2 separate regions of the Salmo salar genome follow, and region 2 is linked to region 1. The links are chromatin contacts, called in public Hi-C maps. All regions are on one chromosome and are shown on one strand. The core of a region is the stretch at or near the end of the contact, and the rest is flanking DNA. Distances in the headings are between cores, read along the strand shown. Region 1 holds the start of LOC106573340 (protein unc-45 homolog A). Region 2 holds the start of LOC106573344 (furin).

Region 1 (7,562 bases), core at 3,141-5,640:
ATCAAATCAAATTATTATCCTTAAACTTTGGGCACTGTCTGCAAAAATGACTTTCATGGAAGCATCATAGTCATTGACCACTGGAAAGCTTGGCTCTAGTTCTTCATGAGAGCTTTCTGTTTTGATTCCAATACAGCTACAGGTCCCTGTTCCAGACTGTGGTTCTGCTCTATGGGTCCTTGGTACTGGTCCTGATGCTTGTGGACTTCCTATGGTTCTGTCGTGCGCGGGGTCTCTCAGTAATGTCAGCTCTTACGAGGCATGTCACGTGTCCCCGCTGGATCTCTAGCCTCCTCTTCCCGTACAGCAACAAGACACAGCAGCAGCTCTACCGCTACCATGGCAATGGGAGGGACTCACAAGTCCTAGGTGAGCACAAGATCCCTCAAGACTCCTCTTGTCTCTAAGGTAACAGAGGACACCGACAACAGTCAGGCAATTTGGCTGACCCATTAAAGACTGAGAGTGTCCTAGGGGAGAAATGTCCATGCCAAGTTCTACATTTGAGCATTTGAATCCCTTGATGGCCATCAATTTAAAACAACAAAAAACTGGATAACATACTGCCACACTATGGCATAACAGGGTGTTTTCATGCATATGGATCACACCAGAGTATATAGGGATAATGAGTGATCATAAGGTATCTTATGGTTTTGCTTGTATATTTCCAATGTGTATAGTTTTAATAGGTACATTTATTCCCACCAGCACCAGATGTATTAGGATATACAGTGAATCAGTAAACTATTTTGTCTCTATACTGAGCAAGAGGGCTCATACCTAATGCCCTGCATTGGGTGTCTACTTCAGGTAAATGTATGGAACATTGGATGATACTGTATGATATCTATGGTCTGTATTTTGTCATCATTATCATAATGAAATACAATGCTTCATACTAAATAAAAGGTAACATTGCAGCCCTAATAAAATCAATACTTGGTGAATCTTTTTATTTAGGGATGAATCTACATTTTCAGAATGATTACTGGAGTAAAACGGGGGAGGGTCATGCTTTTTAAATTTCAGTGAACGGGAGGGTCATATAATTTGTAATTGATGAAATGTCAATATTTTTCTGTGTTTTAGAATAATTTGCTTATTAGGCTATATATTGATGTGTGCCAGATGCCGCCCCTCATCTCTGATTCTCTGATGGGCATGCATTATCAAGTGTGCCTATAGGCTATTTAGTGTGGTGTCAATAAAATGATCTATAGGCTACGAAGTGCATGCTTGGAGAAGCACAGACCAAAGTTATATTTCTAATATAGCTGCTGGGATAGTGTAAATACAACTAGGCTGCAGTACACACTGCAATGTATATTCCAATCCTGAGCCCCCCTGACCTCCTGAACTGCCACAGTAGGCCTACACAGCACAGCCAATGGTTAGGCAGCACACAAAAATGTTTTTTAGCAAGAGCAGAGCAGGACAGTCAAAGGCTTCTTCCAAAAATGATCTATTAGGCTTAGTCCAAAAAATGCACATCCTACGCATACAGTTTGAGAAGGATTGTGCGAAAATGTGGACTACCGGTAAACTTTGATAGCTTTCTAAACTATAATTTATTGTATTAAAAACAATATGTTTGTTTCCCATGATGTAGCCTATTAGAGTTATTGACCTCACAATAATCCAGATTCAAGTCATTTACATTGGGGTTCTGACCCTTGAAGCAGCAGTCGCAGCACAATCGATCGGGAATGGACAGCTCATGGTGCTGGAAATAGGCATAATTCAAAACAGTGTTCATTTTAATTAGACTTTACTAAAAAAAAAAGAAGCCTTTGTGTTGGAGCCTATTTATTCACATTTAAGAAGTAAAAGGTAGGTTTACCTGTTTGACAGACAAAATTAGGCTATAGGTGTCACGCCCTGACCTTAGAGCCTTTTTATTTCTCTATTTGGTTAGGTCAGGGTGTGATTTGGGTGGGCAATCTAGTTTTTCTATTTCTTTGTTGGCCGGGTATGGTTCCCAATCAGAGGCAGCTGTCTATCGATTGGGGATCATACTTAGGCAGCCTTTTTTCCACCTTTAGTTTGTGGGATCTTGATTTTGTTTAGTTGTTGTGTTAGCGCTACAAAACTTTACGTGTCGTTTATCTTTCTTGTTTTTTGGTGTTCATTTAATACATTTATGATGTACGCCTACCATGCTGCACCTTGGTCCGATCCTTCCATCGATGAACGTAACAGAAGATCCCACCACCAACGGACCAAGCAGCGTGCCAAGGAGGAGCAGGGATCCTGGGCCTGGGAGGAAAGCCAGGAGTGGAGGACATCCTGGACCTGGGAGGAAATAATGGCAGGAGACAAAAGCCTGCCATGGAAACAGGTGGAAGCAGCGAAGGAGGAACGACGACGCCAGGGTTCGCGTCCAGGACGCAAGCCCAAAAGACAGCCCGAAAAAAATTTGGGGGGCACACGGAGTGGTCGGCGGAGCCGAGGGGTGAACCAGAGCTAGTCGGGGAGTCAAGTGAGGAACTCGACGAAAGATTCCAGAGAGAGGTGTTGGCGTTGAGAGCGCTGCAGAGCGGGCGTGCTGAGGAGCGTCATATGCACCAGTTTCACGCATCTGGCCTCCAGTGCGCCTCCCCAGTCCGGTACGTCCTGTGTCTCCTCCACGCACTCGCCCTGAGGTGTGTGTCACCGTTCCGGTACAATGTGAGCCGGTTCTATGCACCGTGTCTCCAGTAGGCCTCCACAGCCCAGTGCGTCCTGTGCCAGCCCCCCGCACTTGCTGTGCGAAGGTGGTCATCTGTCCAGGACGTGTTGTGCCAGCTCTAAGCTCCAGACCTCCAGTGCGCCTCCACGGTCCAGTATATCCTGCGCCGGCTCTACGCACTGTGTCGCCAGTGCGCCTTCACAGCCCAGTGCGTCCTGTGCCAGCGCCCCGCACTTGCCGGGCTAAAGTGAGCATCCAACCAGGACGGGTTGAGCCAGCTCTACGCTCCAGAACTCCAGTGCGCCTCCACGGCCCAGTATATCCTGTGCCTGCTCCACGCACCCGGTCTCCAGTGCGTCTCCCCAGCCTGGTACGCCCTGTGCTGGCTCCACGCACGAAGCCTCTAGTGATGATCCATGGCCCGAAGCCTCCAGTGATGATCCATGGCCCGGAGCCTCCAGTGATGATCCATGGCCCGGAGCCTCCAGTGATGATCCATGGCCCGGAGCCTCCAGTGATGATCCATGGCCCGGAGCCTCCAGTGATGATCCATGGCCCGAAGCCTCCAGTGGTGATCCAAGGCACGAAGCCTCCAGTGATGATCCAAGGCACGAAGCCTCCAGTGATGATCCATGGCCCGAAGCCTCCAGTGATGATCCATGGCCCGAAGCCTCCAGTGATGATCCATGGCCCGAAGCCTCCAGTGATGATCCATGGCCCGAAGCCTCCAGGGATGATCCATGGCGCGGAGCCTCCGGCAACAGTTCCCAGTCCGGAACCTCCTGCGACGGTCCGCAGTCCGGAGCCTCCTGAGACGGTCCGCAGTCCGGAGCCTCCTGAGACGGTCCGCAGTCCGGAGCCTCCTGAGACGGTCCGCAGTCCGGAGCCTCCTGAGACGGTCCGCGGTCCGGTTCCATGGAAGCGGAGGGATCAGCGAGCGGAGCGGGGTCTACGTCCCGAAATGGAGCTGCCACCGAGGCTAGATGCCCACCTGGACCCTCCCCTATAAAGTCAGGTTTTGCGGCCAGGCCCAGCCACTCAGAATTTGTTTTTCCACACAAAAGGATTTTTACTACAGACAGAAGTCTGTAATAAAAACCCTTTTGTGGGGAAACACGAATTCTGAGTGGCTGGGCCTGGCTCCCCAGTGGGTGGGCCTTGCTCTGAACTGGGTGGACATATGCCCTCCCAGGCCCACCCATGGCTGCGTCCCTGCCCAGTCATGTGAAATCCATAGATTATGGCCTAATGAATTTATTTCAATTGACTGGTTTCCTTACATGAACTAGAACTCAGTAAAATCGTTGAAATTGTTGCGTTTATATTTTTGTTAAGTAGTTTTCCTGCAGGATTCCGTTATTTTTATCACTTAATGGATTTAGTAAGGCACCGGGCTTTGATCTGTATTTCATTTGAAAAAGACAACTACATATCCCTATATTATAGCATTTTTTAAAAATGGAATAAATAGTAATGTAATATTTTATGAAATGTCACATCTTGACGTTAGGCCTTGTTCAGATGCTTTGCACTCACTTTATCAGTCCCTATGTAAAAAGCATTGACAGTAGGCCTACTGGTCCAATACATAACATACCTGCAATGAAAATGTAACCAAATAAAGCGCTTAAGAGATAAACGGTCAAGTGTGAAAGCGTATAGAGATTCTCTGCCTTATTTGGTCATGGAGCATGTGTAGAGGGAGGAGCCGCTCCATAATCGTCATCATCGTGCACCCACAGGAAGAACTTCAGAAAGTACTGTCACAAACTAGCGCCTGTAAAAGCAGAGAAATCAATGAAATAAAGAAACAAATCTGCAGTGAGAAGAGTCTCATTTACAGTCAGAGCTTATCGGCCAGAGAAAGAAGTCATGAGTGTAAACGGGAAGGAAAAGGTAAGAGATCGCCAGTAGCGGAGAGTTTTGAGTCTATTGCTCGGTGGGTTTCTTAGCTAGCTAACGTTAGCTTCCCCAGTAGCTGTTGTCCGATGCCGCGTTCACGTACTGGTGTGAACTAGGAAACTCGGAAATTTCCGACTTACTGATGGTTGCAGTTATACACAGACACATTTGTTAGTCGGAAATAATCTGAGTTTCCTAGTTCCGATTGATTTGAATGCAGCATATCTAGAGAGATGAAAGCGTTGTCAAAATACGTTCGTTACTCAGAAAATATGGAGTTTCGCTGAGCAACTATCTTAATTTACTCCCATTACGGCCGGTATGTACTTCTAAAAAAAAAGGTCTAAATAAACATTTACAAGCAACCGAAAAAATGCTCATTGTCGATACCTAAAGCACATAAAATGGGGCAACGTTAGCTTACTGTTTAGTCTGATTCATAAGACTGTAATACACAATTGATTTGTAATACAGATTGAAACTACACAATATCGTGTAAATATTCCTAACAAGTCAGAATGTTGAATAAAATGAGATTTCAACTTACTCTACCTGTTGGCTGTGCGGCTTGTCCTTCAGCTGCTCGACATTTGAGAGGAAATATCCACAGGAAAGTATGGTTAACCCTGAAATGTCAACTTCACTACCGGCGCAATAAAAAGTAGGGTAAATAATACTTTCCTATGGATATTTTGTCTCGACCATCTGAAGGACAAACACCATGGACAACCTGTAGAGTAAGTTGAAATGTAATTTTATTAAACATTCTTGTTTGTAAGGAAAATGTACATGATGTTGTAGTCATTCGTTTCAGCCTGTATGTACCAATTCATTGTATTACAGCCTGATGAATCTGACTGTTAGCTATTTGGGTTCATCCACAGATTGAACATTTAACCACATGCTACTACGATGATACATGTATGCATTTGGTCTTATTCTGGCAATTTTATGTTTGATCAGTATTTTTACTTACCATTATGAACAAGAGCTGGGGCATGCACCACTAGCTAGTACGGCTTCTCTACATTTGCATCTAACCATGTACAGTACCAGTCAAAAGTTTGGAACCACCTACTCATTCAAGGTTTTTTCTTTATTTTTTACATTGTAAAATAATAGTGAAGGCATCAAAACTATGAAATAACACATGGAATCATGTAGTAGTCAAAAAATATTTTGATTAAACAAATCAAAATATATTTGAGATTCTTCAAAGTAGCCACCCTTTGCCTTGATGACAGCTTTGTACACTCTTGACATTCTCTCAAACAGCTTCACCTGAAATGCTTTTCCAACAGTCTTGGAGTTCTGACAAATGCTGAGCACTTAGCATCTCAGTTGGATTGAGGTCGGGGGATTGTGGAAGCCAGGTCATCTGACGCAGCACTCCCATCACTCCCAAACAAATTATAGTCCCACTAAGCGCAAACCAGATGGGATGGTGTATTGTTGCAGAATGCTGTGGTAGCCATGGTGGTTAAGTGTACCTTGAATTCTAAATAAGTCACTGACAGTATCACCAGCAAAGCACCATCACACCACCTCCTCCTTGCTTCACGGTGGGAACCACACATGCAGAGATAATCCGTTCACATACTCTGCGTCTCACAATGACACGTGGGTGGAACCAAAAATCTCACATTTGGACTCATCAGACAGATTTCCACAGGTCTAATGTCCATTGCTCGTGTTTCTTGGCCAAAACAAGTTTCTTCTTATTGGTGTCCTTTAGTAGTGGTTTCCTGGCAGCAATTCAACCATGAAGGCCTGATTCATGCAGTCTCCTCTGAACAGTTGATGTTGAGATGTGTATGTTACTTGGACTGTGTGAAGCATTTATTTGGGCTGCAATTTCTGAGGCTGGTAACTCTCTTATGAACTTATCTGCAGAAGAGGTAACTCTGGGTCTTCCTTTCCTGTGGTGGTCCTCATGAGAGCCAGTTTCATCATATTTCTTGATGGTTTTTGTAACTGCACTTGAAGAAACTGTCAAAGTTCTTAATGATGGATTTCTGAATTGACTGACCTTCATGTCTTAAAGTAATGATGGACTGTCATTTCACTTTGCTTATTCGAGACATAATATGGACTTGGCTTTTTACCAAATAGGGATATCGTCTGTATACCCCCCTATTTTGCCACAACACAACTGATTGGCTCAAACGCATTAAGAAGGAAATAAATAACACATTAACTTTTAACAAGGCTCACCCGTTAATTGAAATGCATTCCAGGTGACTACCTCATGAAGCTGGTTGAGAGAATGCCAAGCTGTGGGTACTTTGAAGAATCTCAAATATAAAATATATTTTGATTTAACACTTTTTTTGTTGTTGTTGGTTACTACATGATTCCATGTGTGTTATTTCATATTTTTAATTTCTTCACTATTATTCTACAATGTAGAAAATGGTACAAATAAAGAAAAACCCTGGAATTAGTAGGTGTGTCCAACCTTTTTGACTGTTACTGTATGTAAACGTGTAGTTGAGAGTAGCATGCTGGACGGCATTGGGTGAAGGGAGTTACTACAGGAGTTTCAGAAATTGTTAACATGAAAGAAGTAAAGGACCACTTGAAGGGAGGCTCTCTTTATTGAGGCAAAGTGCCTTTAGATGGGAAGAAGGTGGATAGCTTGTCAGAGCTACGACTGGTACCGCATATCCCATATGACCATGATATTGTGGAGAGAAGTTGGATGATTCGTTGTCAGATCGTGACAGTATTGTGCCCACTATCTGTACATCTTTGATCCAGGACCCAAGTGCCCTGAAGGAAGAGGGGAATACCCTGTTCAATGCAGGGGACATGCAGGGGGCTCTGTGCTTTTACACCAAGGCTCTCAAATTGAGCGACAGCCAGGCGGAGAGGGCTGTCCTGCACCGCAACCGCTCCGCCTGCTACCTCAAGCTAGAGGACTACACCAAGGCTGAGGCTGATGCCTCCAAAGGTGGGAGAGTGCAGAACAACCCTGTCGATGTTGTCA
Region 2 (7,562 bases), core at 2,401-4,900, 230 kb before region 1:
CTCTCGCCCATATTTACTGCAATCCAATGCTTTTTTACTGTAAGAAGAATCAAGTAAGCTACCTAGATATTTTTCCCTCTTAGCTACTGATAGCTAGAGATAGTGATGCAAAAGCTAGGCCTTTTTTAAACATTGCCATCTCCTGGCGGCCATCACCACGGAAAGGTGTTTGGGAGTGCTGCTTTTTCAAGGGGTGCTGCAGCACCCTCAGCATCCCTACTTCCTGTGGCTATGCTGGCCACATTTACCCGCCAGATTCAGTAGCAAACCCCCCAAAAGCCAAATGAAAGTAAAAAGATTATTTTTATTTTACATAATTCATGACGGATGTTATTTTTGTTTGTTTTCAAGTCATTGATAAGTTTCACTATAGTCTTAGTTTTTCAAACAGGTTTGTTAATTATTCACTTTCAGTTTACATTTTTATTTTTCATGATTAGTTTTCTGTTTGAGTTTTGTTTACTATAGGCTAATAACCTCGGTCGGACAGTATGGCTCGGGTCAGGTAGCAGAGCTCTAATCTGAAGTGTTTTAACATTTGAACATCTTGGCCATGTTCTGTTATAATCTCCACCCGGCACAGCCAGAAGAGGACTGTCCACCCTTCATAGTCTAGTTCCTCTCTAGGTTTCTTCCTAGGTTCTGACCTTTCTAGGGAGTTTTTCCTATCCACCATGCTTCTACACCTGTATTGCTTGCTGTTTGGGGTTTTAGGCTGGGTTTCTGTACAGCACTTTGTGACATCAGCTGATATAAGAAGGGCTTTATAAATACATTTGATTGATTGATTGAAGTGCATCTGAAATCAGCATATCAACTAATTTATGTGCACAATCAAGAGTGTAATCATGTACGCTGATGTCATTGTACACTGATGATTCATGTTTTCTTTTAAAAAAAACACAATTTGGATCACTCCACAGCCTGTTTTTTAATTATATGAGCCAAAAAATATTACATTTTATTTGGAACGGCAAGCCAGAAAAAATTAAACGGGCCTATTTCTATAATGAATATGAATTTGGATAGCAGAAATGATTAAATATTAAAGCATTAGACCTATCACTAAAGGCGCCATTCATACAAAAGTTATACTTAAATCCAAACTGGTTCTCTAGCATATTAGTAAGAATGTCTCATCCCATGTTCAAAAATGCCCTTTTTCTGTTTATTCAAATTACAACCTCTCACTTTCAGTTATTTGAAAATGAAATAATCTCCAAAATATCGCTATTTTTAAAACAAGCCACTGAAATTGGTTGTAGTTTCAGTTTAATTTACCAGAAAATACAGAACAAATAATACAACTAATATTGTGGTTAAACTCAAATATACTAAATGATTTTTAAAAATACCTTATTTTTAGGACAAATGTTTTTTTTTAAGTATAATCTTTGTAAATTATATCATAAATAGGACTGGTGGAGTTAAGTCACACATGCAGCTAACAAAAATGTATAGCCCTGCATTAAAGACCAAAATTGGTTAAAGAAAATTGTGTTAACTAAAAAAGTATATCAGTTTCATTCAAGGAACAAAAAATTGACAGCTGAGCCATATAGATTGCAAAATGTTTGGGCAGAGATTTTCGATGTACCGATTCCATGGCACATGGTTTATGAACTGATACGCAAAACTACACCAGATTCAAAACTTAGAATTATGTTATATTATTATACAAAATTCTTGCAACCAATGAAATGTTATATATATGGGGGATACAACCATCCCAGCTCTGCTGATTTTGCTGTGAAGAGATAATCATTAGATCATTTGTTTTAGTACTGTCCATATTTAGCTTGTTTTTTGATAGTAGGTCCAAGAATGGCTGAATAATTGCAACATTTGTCTGGAGATAACTCTGCAGATAGCAAATCTGGGTGATTTGAAAAGTCAATCAATCGATCAATAATATAATAATACTTTTAGCTAAATGCCTTTCTCTCGCAGGACGTCCGCTATTCGGTTGAAAACATGTTGATTTCTGAGGGCACTCTCCAGTTCTAGTTGGAACGACTTATTTGACCACTGCTGGAGGAGTTCTGCCACCTCTGGGTCAGACCAGTTGCTGCCCCGCTTATATTTTCTTCCGTGGAAGTTCATTTTAGATGCCACTTTGACAGATGATAGGTCCTCCGAGTTATCTTTTCTATGGAAAAAAAAACAACCCTATTTATTATTCTTTAAAAAAAATTTAATCAAATAACCAATCATTAGCCTGAGTTTGGCTAATGTAGCCTAATAGGCCTTAATATAGGCATATGCTAGCAGGCTTAACGAAATTAGCTAATAAATAATCAGTAGGCTAAAATAGTTATACTCATACTATGAAGCGCTCAACTAAAGTAATAACAAAATGGGAGACTACAGCATCAACACAAAGGTTTGTTATGCTTACAGTAGGCTGCCAAGATTCAGCTCGCTCTCTTCAGTAGGCGTGGCTACCAGTGCAGTCAGCTGTCACAGTTTACGCGACACTGTCTAGCCCGGTCTAGAACATATTCTATTTTTGACGCAGTTAACAACAGTAGCATATGTAAAATAAAATGAGGGGAAGAGAATCCTAAAAATTCTACATCCGGGTTGATGGATAATTTTGGACCGTATTAACAGCAGAGCCATTGGAAGCGGGCTGGCTGCTTGTTATTGGGTTTGTGTATTAGCAAGCGAGTCAGAATGAACAGGATCGCTCTTTTGCGCCCTCTACCATACAACATTGCATGGAAGCCATTATTTATGCATGCACGGTATAAATCCTGTAGATGTCGCTCGTAGACAGTTTGCAAATGTGGTGGCGCCACGTATGATCTAACCAAAGACAGTAAATTATGAAGATAGACTAAGGGTGTGTTCGTAAAATCCCTCTCGAGTGCCGGAGTGCGGCCCTTCTTGTTCGTAAATTCAGAATCGTTTAGAGGGCAGACTGGACGCTCTGACGGAGTTGATCCGAGCGTTCTGCCCTCACAACGGCAGTCAAGCACCCAAGTTAACTGGCTTAAATTGGCTAGCTTGCTAGCTACTTTCTGACAAAAATGAGAGAACACATCACTCTGACCATTTTACTCGCCCAAGCAGAGCTAGGCTGTTTTCATGTTATCTTGGGCGGTAGTGACTAACTGTGCTGCTAGCACCTGTTAAATTCCGTTTTTTCCAACCTTTACTGACACCTGTCATATTCTACGGGTGTTGCGCATTCATAAATGCATGAGTTATTCTGCGCTCTGACACACTCAGACGAAAGAAAGGAAAAGATATCCGAAATTAATTTACGAACGCACCCTGAAATTGTCATGGCTGACATCGGGTCTAACGTTCGCCTCGCGAAGAACTGCGCATGTGCCACTATATAAGGTCAGTTTGTCACTTTAACGAGGTTGGAGTAATAACATGTTCAACTACTTAAGTCATTGGGTGGAATCGAGGTTGTGCTTTTTTAGATTTCGAGAAATTTGACAACTAAATTAGAATTGTTCACTTCTCTCATTGACTTCTCAAACCCCGGACTGATCTGTTTCGCAATCGTTCCCGGAAGTCTCGCGATGTTGCGCCTCTGGGTTTAGAAACTCTGTGATCTAACGATGACGTGGAGCTGGGGCGTGTGGATTTACTTCCTGGGATTTGTAGCTTGTAAATGCAACGTTCATGTAGTAGTCAGAACTAGGAAACTTGGAAATATCCCATGTACTAATTCGTTGATCGTGGCACGTGATTAACTACAACCAGTTAGCGAGTCGGAAATATCAGAGTTTCTTAGTTCCAACTAGTACTTGAACGCGGCACGATTCCTAGCCAAGTGGACGATGTCACTTTCTCGTATAAAGGAATTTATGACATTTTTAGAATTTCACAACATGCTTTGAATATAATAGTTTGTTCGCATAGAGCAGTATGCATGTCACGGAATTGTGTTGAATGCCCTAACGTTACATAGGGGGGAAAAACGTGTTGGAAGTCCTAGCTAGCTAGTTAACGTTACTCGGACGGAGGCTAGCTGAAACGACCACTATGAGAGACAACGAGAAGACGTGGAAAGTTTACTCCGAACCAAAGATAACAGAGGTGTAACAATATTGCAGTACCACGATACACCGGGGGACTTGGTGTCTGGGTATGTCACATGAGTAACTCCACAGAGTTCCCGAGCCACGCCTCGGGAGGAGAGAGAGCTGTCAACCAGGCAGCAGAGACATGACGTGGTTCTTTCATCCGACAGAATGGTACATGTCATAGCCAACGTGTGTTGTTTTGCTCTTTGAGAAAAGAGGTTGGAGTTGGAGGTATCCCCATGTGGGTAGTGCCTTGGTGGGCTGGGAGGGAACGAATTAATGAGAGGCATAGGGTAGCCTAAGAGCGCATTCTCTTCCAGTGTCTGACAGCGCTGTCAATACTTCACTTCACAATTTGGACCTAGGACTCGGGAGTTCAGCGAACATTGGTGCTCTAGCTACACAGGACCAGCTAGCTGTCTGATGTTATGTTTTATTTGTAGAAATTAAACCAGCTCTACGAAGCTTTCTTATTGAAGTGCAGTTCCTCAAAGAGAGAACTCGTGGTAAGATCTTGGAATAATATATTTTTTGTTTGTTTCTAAAGTAACACATTTACTTGCCTTCAACATAGTCGATTGTGTGTTTATATTTGTTCCTTCATTTAATTGTTTTCTCTATATAAATGCCTAAATCACTTTTGTATGATTTGGTTTGCGTAAATATTGCAATTCCTTATACCTTTGTTATTGGCATTTTCAGTAGTCTACGCCATTGATAATAAGATCAGGAGTTACAGTGAGCCGGCATGATATGGCTGGTCTGAAGATATGTATCAAAGAAACAAATGCAGTCCTGTATGACAAGCTTATAGGAGAGTCAGTTTTTGTTCTAAAAATGAACTTCCTGTGACCCAGCTAATCCATCCTCGGGCTATTGTATATCTGATCATTCATGCCCATAGGAATCTCAGCAGGGTAAAACGAAGGTCTTACATTACTGTAGAATGCAAAACAACTGAAGTGTGGCGGAGTTGTACTGTACATATGCAGAGTTTTCCAATAGGATTAACACTGCATGACACGATTTGCACTTTTTAAAGTAGATGTTTTGGTTTCTTATCAGGTGCAATGTCTTAGCCTTTTAGTTCTACGTTCAGGAGCGGTTGTTTTGTTTACCTGTGCACTTCTCTGACTGGCTAACTCTGGCTGTAACTGTTGAACATATTGACTGGACGGTTTTTAGAGTGACCTGAATCCTATTGAAATGACACTCACTTGGGAATGGCCTTTATTTAGGTGACACAGATCTGCAGGGAGGGCCTAGATGTTTTGTTCATTGGTTCTAAGGAGGTATAGAGTCGCTGTCAGGGTGATATAATGGTCATTCTGACATACAACCCTCCTGAGGAATCCATTGACCCAGGCTGTATCAGTGGATTAATGCACCATGCAGTACTATGGGCTGGTGCTTGTCAGTGGCTGGCAGCATTCACTTACTCTCTTTGTGTTTTCCTTAGTAGAGCCAGTCATGAGCTGAGTCAGACTGAAAATGAAGTGGAAATTCAGCAACTCTTCAAGGACAAATAAAGTTCACTTCCAAAAATGTTATTTTGTGAGTTTAAAACAAAAAACTTTAAGTGCACTTCTATTGTCCTCCAAGAGTTGCTGCATTCTTCCTTAAGTATGCTCCTCTGTACAAAGTGAGCTGAGCTCAGAGAGTGAGTAGACAGTGATACCTAGTCACGGCAGCCTCAGTGACTCATCTTTACACAACAGATCCACACACTGAAGATGAGAACCGAGGTCACTACCTGCCATGTGGAGGCCTCCAGGTGTGTGTGTGTGTGTGTCCCACTGCTCTGATGATTATTGTTACACTCCCTGAGCATTGTGTGTCTGTAGAGAGGATGTGTGGTGGTATGCTCTGTTTCACTCCTCTGCGGTTCAGTAGAAACTCCTGGAATATAAGCCTTTCTAAGAATGAGTCGGCCAGAGCTAGGACACAGGGGCTCAAAACTGCAACCAAAACACTCGCATTTGCGACCCTTTGACTTGGCAGTGCTACACCCTTTTTATTTATTTTTATTGGGCTCTAGGGTGGCATAGAAATTGTTTTAGCTGGTCACATTAGTTTTTGGTTCACAATTAGCTTATTTTTTATTATCAAGATTTATTCAAACAGCAATGGGTATGTAGACCAGGTATTCAAAAGGTTTGGTCTGAAGGCTTGGTTGAATCTCTGCGATGCGCAACTCAGTCGTCATGCACAGTTTGAATTAACATTTCTAAAGGCTTTCCCCAAAAAACCTTCCTTATCAAATGTTGACTGCAAAGTAGGCCTACCTAGCTGAATGATATCATGATGATTTGTACCAATTGCAGGGGCATTTGTTTTGCAAACTATGTCATCAAATTTAGCCTACATTGTACAGTACAAAAACACCACCAGCCAAACACAACACAATGATCTCTTGATAGGTGTGCAATTGAAGTAAAGGGCAAGTACACCCTCCATTTTTTTTTGGGGGGGGGATTGTTCCCAGACCTCAAAAGTGGACTCCTGATGTGGTTTAAGCATTCTTGTGCCCCCCCCCCCCAAAAAAAAGTGTGATTTTTGAGTGAAAACTTGGAGAGAAAAAAAAGAACCTGATTTTATAGGGCCCTGGGTCAATGACATGACGTGTCCATTTTGGTGTCCGAAGCATATTTACAGTATTATAAAAATACATTTTTACAAACACTGCATTATAAGACTTAACCTTCCCCTATTTATAGGCATAAGAGTATTCATTATGAATAATGGGAATTCAGGGAGCTATAGAGCTCAGAAGTAGCAAAATGCCATTAGGATTAACTGTCCACAACTAAAATCAATATGCATAGATTTCTTTAAAAATAACAAAAATCCAATACCCTCACAATTATGCCAGAGGAGTTTATCTGTATTGATAAATAAAAATAATGGTGAGGATCCTAAACTTTATTACATTTTTATGCTTTAAAAGACTTGGGATTTCATTAAATGTCATTCAGTATAACAGACATTCAGTAGCCATTTCAGACAATGCTTTGCGATAGTCACATGACAGGATATTGCATCAGAAAGACCCCCACACAGTGCAGAAAGGTTAGTAAGTCTCTCCTAAAATCTTGATTATTTCACCTTTTTGGTCACTGGTACACTATAATGTCCTGTCATACGATACAACTCTTTAAAAGCATTTTTATTTTAAAATGTCATATTTGATGTGAAATTACTTTAAAAAGCTGTAGATCAAGGTCATCGTTTTTTCCTAGGTGGATGGGCCTGTAGAATAAGTTCAATCAAATGTATTTATAAAGCCCTTCTTACATCAGCTGATGTCACAAAGTGCTGTACAGAAACCCAGCCTAAAACCCCAAACAGCAAGCAATGCAGGTGTAGAAGCACGGTGGCTAGGAAAAACTCCCTAGAAAGGCCAGAACCTAGAGAGGCACCAGGCTATGAGGGGTGGCCAGTCCTCTTCTGGCTGTGCCGGGTGGAGGTTATAAAAGAACATGGCCAAGATGTTAAAATGTTCATAGATGACCAGCA

What was found. A called contact is a pair of places that touch in the nucleus more often than the background predicts.
Region 2: a contact with region 1 is called in a Hi-C map of muscle, with 5 times the contacts expected there. The contact joins the promoter of LOC106573344 here to the promoter of LOC106573340 in region 1. A contact is called at or near these places in 3 of 3 Hi-C or Micro-C datasets (blood, gill and muscle).

The regions. Positions count from the first base shown.
Region 1 is chrssa16:18,985,433-18,992,994 of Ssal_v3.1, reverse strand. LOC106573340 (protein unc-45 homolog A) reads left to right here and starts at 4,390. Exons shown (of 17, transcript XM_014148304.2): 1 at 4,390-4,567; 2 at 7,334-7,526. The coding sequence starts at 4,544. LOC106573341 (protein shisa-like-1a) reads left to right here. Exons shown (of 2, transcript XM_014148305.2): 2 at 137-939. The coding sequence ends at 407.
Region 2 is chrssa16:19,218,241-19,225,802 of Ssal_v3.1, reverse strand. It overlaps LOC106573344 (furin), which reads left to right and starts at 3,650. Exons shown (of 15, transcript XM_014148313.2): 1 at 3,650-4,217.